Regions from separate parts of the Mus musculus genome. Here region 1 is linked to region 2. Evidence: chromatin contacts called from public promoter capture Hi-C data. All regions are on one chromosome and are shown on one strand. The core of a region is the stretch at or near the end of the contact, and the rest is flanking DNA. Distances in the headings are between cores, read along the strand shown.

What was found. Promoter capture Hi-C pulls out the DNA fragments that hold promoters and counts their contacts.
Region 1: a contact with region 2 is called in a promoter capture Hi-C map of trophoblast stem cells, with 4 times the contacts expected there. The contact joins two enhancer-like sites. A contact is called at or near these places in 8 of 39 promoter capture datasets (3T3-L1-derived adipocytes, HPC-7-derived erythroid cells, hematopoietic stem and progenitor cells and 5 more), 4 of 15 datasets of contacts at CTCF or cohesin (the G1E-ER4 cell line, the NIH/3T3 cell line, large pre-B cells and 1 more), 53 of 484 Hi-C or Micro-C datasets (B cells, the C10 cell line, CD4 T cells and 28 more) and 9 of 115 datasets of contacts at active chromatin or transcription factors (acute myeloid leukemia, bone marrow-derived dendritic cells, embryonic stem cells and 3 more).

What each region holds. Positions count from the first base shown.
Region 1 is chr2:83,786,912-83,789,611 of GRCm38.p6, reverse strand. Itgav (integrin alpha V) reads right to left here. Exons shown (of 30, transcript NM_008402.3): 18 at 558-695. Among named protein-coding and RNA genes, the nearest start is that of Fam171b, 24 kb to the left of the region's middle. Within about 2 kb of position 1,356, at least 3 of the 459 cell types and tissues checked have an H3K27ac peak or open chromatin away from gene starts, as enhancers often do. A contact at or near this core is called in trophoblast stem cells, where this site is marked.
Region 2 is chr2:83,699,519-83,702,218 of GRCm38.p6, reverse strand. No RefSeq gene overlaps it. Among named protein-coding and RNA genes, the nearest start is that of Itgav, 24 kb to the left of the region's middle. Within about 2 kb of position 1,393, at least 58 of the 459 cell types and tissues checked have an H3K27ac peak or open chromatin away from gene starts, as enhancers often do. A contact at or near this core is called in trophoblast stem cells, where this site is marked.

The DNA.
Region 1 (2,700 bases), core at 107-2,606, 87 kb before region 2:
TGTGTGATGGTTGGTACTCCTCCATCGGAGTGCACATAACCCATCTGACCCCAGCTTTTCAGTACATGTGTGTTTGTTTGTCCTTCAGTCCTCCATCGCCCCCAGTCAGGTTTCCAAGACCAAGCCAGGCTGGACTTAGCAATTACTTATATAAGACATATACATAAAACTGCATATGCATTACATATACATACACACATATATATGTATATATATATACATACATGCATATATATGTATAAATATGTTTATATTTATACACACACATACCACAAAATGTACACCCAAGATGTAAGTACTAAAAACTGCATGTAAATAAACAGGCCTTTTGTTATTTCCGTTAAATAATTTTACTATTATCTGTATACAAAATGTAGCCCAGTCTTTCAATGCATGTAACTAATGAATAGGTTTAAAGATCTCAGACATAAATATTCTGATTATTCCCCCTCTGATTTCTTAATTATCTACCAACACTGTAAAAACAATCCCTTAAGAACACAAGCCTTATCAAAAGATCAAAGGATGATATAAGAAATAACTTTGGCATGCATTACCTGCCGACTGACGTTGGCCGGAGTGAACTGGTTCAGGATGGGCTGCAAGCCTGTGGCATCAGCAGCCGTTCTCTGGTCCAACCGATACTCCATGAAAATGGTGATGGGAGTGAGCTTGTCTCTAAATTCAGATTCATCCTGAAACAAAAGAGCTTCAGGTTAAAGGTGACATCAACCTAAACAGTTTGGAGAAATCCACAATGGTGGGGAACCACAAAAGCAGCTGAATTCATCACAGAATGTTCGGTTACAACATCTGAAAAACTGTGTTAACTGTGGCAAGCATAACGTAAAACTCACATGGCTGTTCAGTAAGAACTGTGCATCAGGGTTAGTTTTATAATGTAACGCTTGACTCAAAACACAACCAAGAAGCTATGAAGTGCATTAGCTGTGAACCCAAGTTCTCTGAAAAAACCACACGTACTTAACAGTCTGCTAAGAGCTGAGCTCTGCCAATTATGCAGAGGTGTAATACTTCAGATAATGAGCCAGAGTTGTTATAGAACAATATGAGTCCTTTCTAATAACTCTTAGCTATAAATCTCTGCATCTGACTTATTTTGCCATTGCTAGCTAAAACTATTGGAATCCATCAGAAAACCTGGTGGCTCTCTCCCCTCCAGCAACCAAGGAATGGGATAAAGATCTGAATTCTGAAGAAGATGTTAAGGATGACATGTGAACCTTACAGCAGAGATTCCGCTGTCTTTTGTAGCTCACCTACTCAATAGCGCACCAGCCTCCCTTTGTCCTGTGTCCGTAAAAACATACACAACACAGCCCAGAGTCTGTGCTTCAGAGGACGAGGCCTCCAGCCAGAGTCACTCACATTCCTTGAATAAATTCTTCTCTTGCCTTCCTTAAAGTGAGACTGTGATTTTATGCCAACACGGTAAAAGGAACACTCAGGCAGATACCCAACACAGTAATCAGACCAATATTAATGTGGCTTTAAGCTGCCCAACCTTTCAACCTTTGCTTTCCTTCACAGTGTAAGGGCTGCTGAATTTCAGTTCGCCCATCCCTGCCTGCTCTGCTGACACCACTGTTTTCAAACTTGTCTAGAAATCTCTTGTGGTCACTCTTTCCTGGTGGCCGGTATTTACATCTTGCCGGCGCCACTTTTTATAGAGATTGTGTCACCGAACAGTGCGTCCCTCACTTGTTTTTTGTTTCTCCTTTGGATAACTGGGAATGAGCTCATATATAACCTCTGATTTTCTTCCCATTTAACAGTTTAAGCCTCATCTATGCTGTTCCATATATACAGCTAGGACATACATCACTGCTAGGTAATATGTTATAGCAGCTTATCCATTCTTCTGTCAAAGATTACTTGTGGTTTCCCAGTTTGTTTTTGTTATTACAAGATTTTGTTGCAGTGATGATTCTACTTAAATAGTCACAAAATTCACCAGTTCTTATTTATTTTCCAAAACCTGCATAACAACTAAAGGATCATCAGCAAGGAAGGAGCTGCCACGCATCACCCCTGGACTAGTTAACAAACAGACCTGAATTAAATTTAACCTCGGATCTGTTCACAGTCATGACTGCCTCTAAAATAAATCCTCAGTGGTTCATCAGATCACAGGCTTTCCTTTTCCGCAGCTACACAAAATGGTCTTGCTTCTTTCCCCCTTCTTTATTCATGCAGAAAGTCCTCCTTCTAAATTCTCAATGTTAGTCCAGCCTAGAATGAATTCACCTTGGCAAACTTATTGATTTGGTAACTTGACATATGTCAAGCTTCATAGAACATTAGAAAATTTTCAGTTTTACTTTTCATTTGAAGAACAGAGATTAATAAAGTATCAGAAATGGCTCATTCCTAAATTATAATATTGCATAAAAATCATCTAGGCCTTATGTTCCTATCTGTAAAGTTTTGTTGTTTTTGTTTTGTTTTGTTTTAAAGGGGACTTAGGATGTGGAGGCAGGAGGATTATGAATCCAAGGTCATTTTCAGCTACAAAGCATGGTTCAAGGCCAACCTAGACAACAGGTAACACTGCCTCCAAAAACAAACAAAACTGATTCCAAATACCTTTCCATTTTAGAAGTGTCTATATATAATCCTATATGAGTGATCCTATAGCTATTGGGTTTTTGTATCTCCTTATGGCAGGTTTGTTACATA
Region 2 (2,700 bases), core at 144-2,643:
TTAGTGTAGCTTCAAAATTAGGCCAAGGGTTGAGGATGGGTGCTGCTCAGTGTTATAGCACCTGCCGAGGGTGTCTGAGGCCTGGGGTTGTTCCAAAACACCATGCATACCTACACACACAGACAGACACACACACACACACACACACACACACACACACACACACACGAGGATCGAGGAAGAGGAGGAGGGAGAGGAGGAGAGAAACTCAAAGAGGGGAGGATCTGGGTCCTGGAAGGACCAAAATATAAAGGGTTGAGACACACACACACACACACACACACACACACACACACACACACTAACACACACATATGGGGGTGGGGAGCAGAGAGATAGAGACAGAAAGACAGAAAGATGAGAGTGGGGGTAGGGGGACCGGTTACTAGAAAGAGTTTAGACTTATACAAACCCACACACGGGGTAGGGGGAGAGAATGTGTCAAAGAGAGCGGGGAGGGACTGGTTTCTGGAAACACCAAAAGTGTGGGGGGGGGTTTCACACACACACACACACACACACACACACACACACACACACAGACTCCCTAGGGATTCCTAAGGTCAATTCCAATGGCCAATGATTAAATCAATTATAGCTATCTAGTAAAGCTTAAATCAAGTTCCCAAAAAGGGCTCAAAAAAACTTCCAGAAACCTGAACAAACGGAGGCCCCAAAGAAGGCATAGAAGCTCCTATGGGCTTTACTCAGGCGTCTCTTCATCTTTACCCTTCATAATATCCCTCATAGTAAACTAGGAAATACGTTTCCCTGAGGTCTGTGAGCCACTTTAGTAAAATAATCACACTGGGTGAGGGGGAAGTGAAAGCTCAGATTAATAGCCAACTCTTCAGATGCGCTTGTAAAACCACCTGGACACTTGCAAATGGTGTCCAATATGGGTCAGAGTTCTAAGCCTGGAGCTATAAGAACTGAACTGGGTTAGAGGGCATCCTGCTAGTGTCCATGGCAACAGAACTGCTTGCATTCTTTTAGGAGGCAGAAGTCTATGTACATCATGATATAAGAGCAGACAATGAACAGGAAATGACATCTTTGTTTTCATGGGGGAGACAAGGCCCTCCCTTGGTGATGACCACCCCACAGAGCTGTTGAGAGCCATGGTAGTGGGAGTCATCCAGAGCAGAGGGGAAATGGAATCAGGGAGCAGCTTTTAAGGCCCCACAACCAGTAAGTAGTGGGGCTATGGGATGGCGAGTGAGTGATGGAGCCCCAGCTGCACTGTCTCCTGGGCCCCTTCCAGGTAGCCTTCAAGTCTGAGTTGAGAAATTCCCTTACAGAGGAAGCAATGACCTGGCTGCAGTCACCTGAGTCATGAGGTTCTAAAGAACAGAACGGCATTTGCTCAAGGGACTGAAGAGAAAGGGGATTTCCTTCATGTCTAACTCTTGAATCAGCTAGTGTTTGCTCAAGATGACGTATGAGACATGCACAGTTGTGTAGGCAAAAAGGAAACAAAATCAAACAATGACATTGTCAAACAAGAACAAGTGTACGAAGGGAAATTCATTGGTTTAGGTAATTAAAACATCCAGGTGTGCTCAGCTATTAGCATCCGTTTTTTTTTATTCAATGCTGATCTCCGTGTCAGGTTCCATGTGCAATGTGATAGGCTCTTCTTGGTAGCATGAGTGCTAGGAAGAGTTCAGCAAGACAGATGCTGCTTGCTACCCTGCCGACTCCAACAGTCTGAGACTGTCATTAGCAAGACCAGCTTCTTCAGGACCTAAGAATGGGCTATGTAAAATGATGTTCTCTTTGCCTATGTGTGGCTTATGTGACTCTCTCTAGAGGTTCTGAGTAAAATTAACTGCACAGGAGCCACATAGATTAAGAGTGGGGGGAGGGAATTACCAAACCAAAATTGTGATTGTTGTCTAAAGCACAGTAAGGAGACGTTCAGCAAGTTTACTACAATTTTAAATCTTGTTTGAGGCACTGTTAACATGCTGGTTTTTTAAAATAATAAACAGTGGGAATCTTGAGAAAACATACTCCTAGCATTCATTAAAAGGGGGACTAGTAATTGTCCCACACTTCAGGATGAATAATCTTAGAGGTTCTGTGTGGGCCAGACATTTAGCCTATAATTCTGGATAAATGTCAGTGGTCATTGTTAAATATTTTTGTCTGTTACACTGATACCAATAGTAATAGGTGATCTTTCCCATGATTCAGTCACGTAATGACTCTGTTTCCACAGAGATTTGACACAGTCAGAAGCACTTGAGGGTCCACTGGCTTGAAAACAGGAATTATTCTTGGCAAGTGTGAAGTCATTGTAACTCATGCTCAATAGAGTCGTGTTCTGAACAACACTAGGCTGACTGGAAGGATGGTATAACCCCTCAGTGGAGCACTGTAGAAAATTTTAATCCAGCAATAGGGTTACTCTGGCTGGAAAATAGACTTGGTCTTAGTACTGACCTTTAATCCCAAACAATGTAGGTAAGGTTAGTTGGTAGAAGGAAGTAGTCATGTTTGAAAGTGACACCTAATTGAGGGGCAGACAAAGTGATGAATCAAAAAAACATTTGACAAAATGAATCAGAGACAGAATATGCCCAACTCTCACAACAACAGAGCAGTGCAGGAAGAGAGGGGAGTTTGAAGTCAGCTCAGTTGTGCAGTCAATTCTGCTCAGTCAGTCGAGTTGAGTCAGTAAGTTGGGAGCCAGTG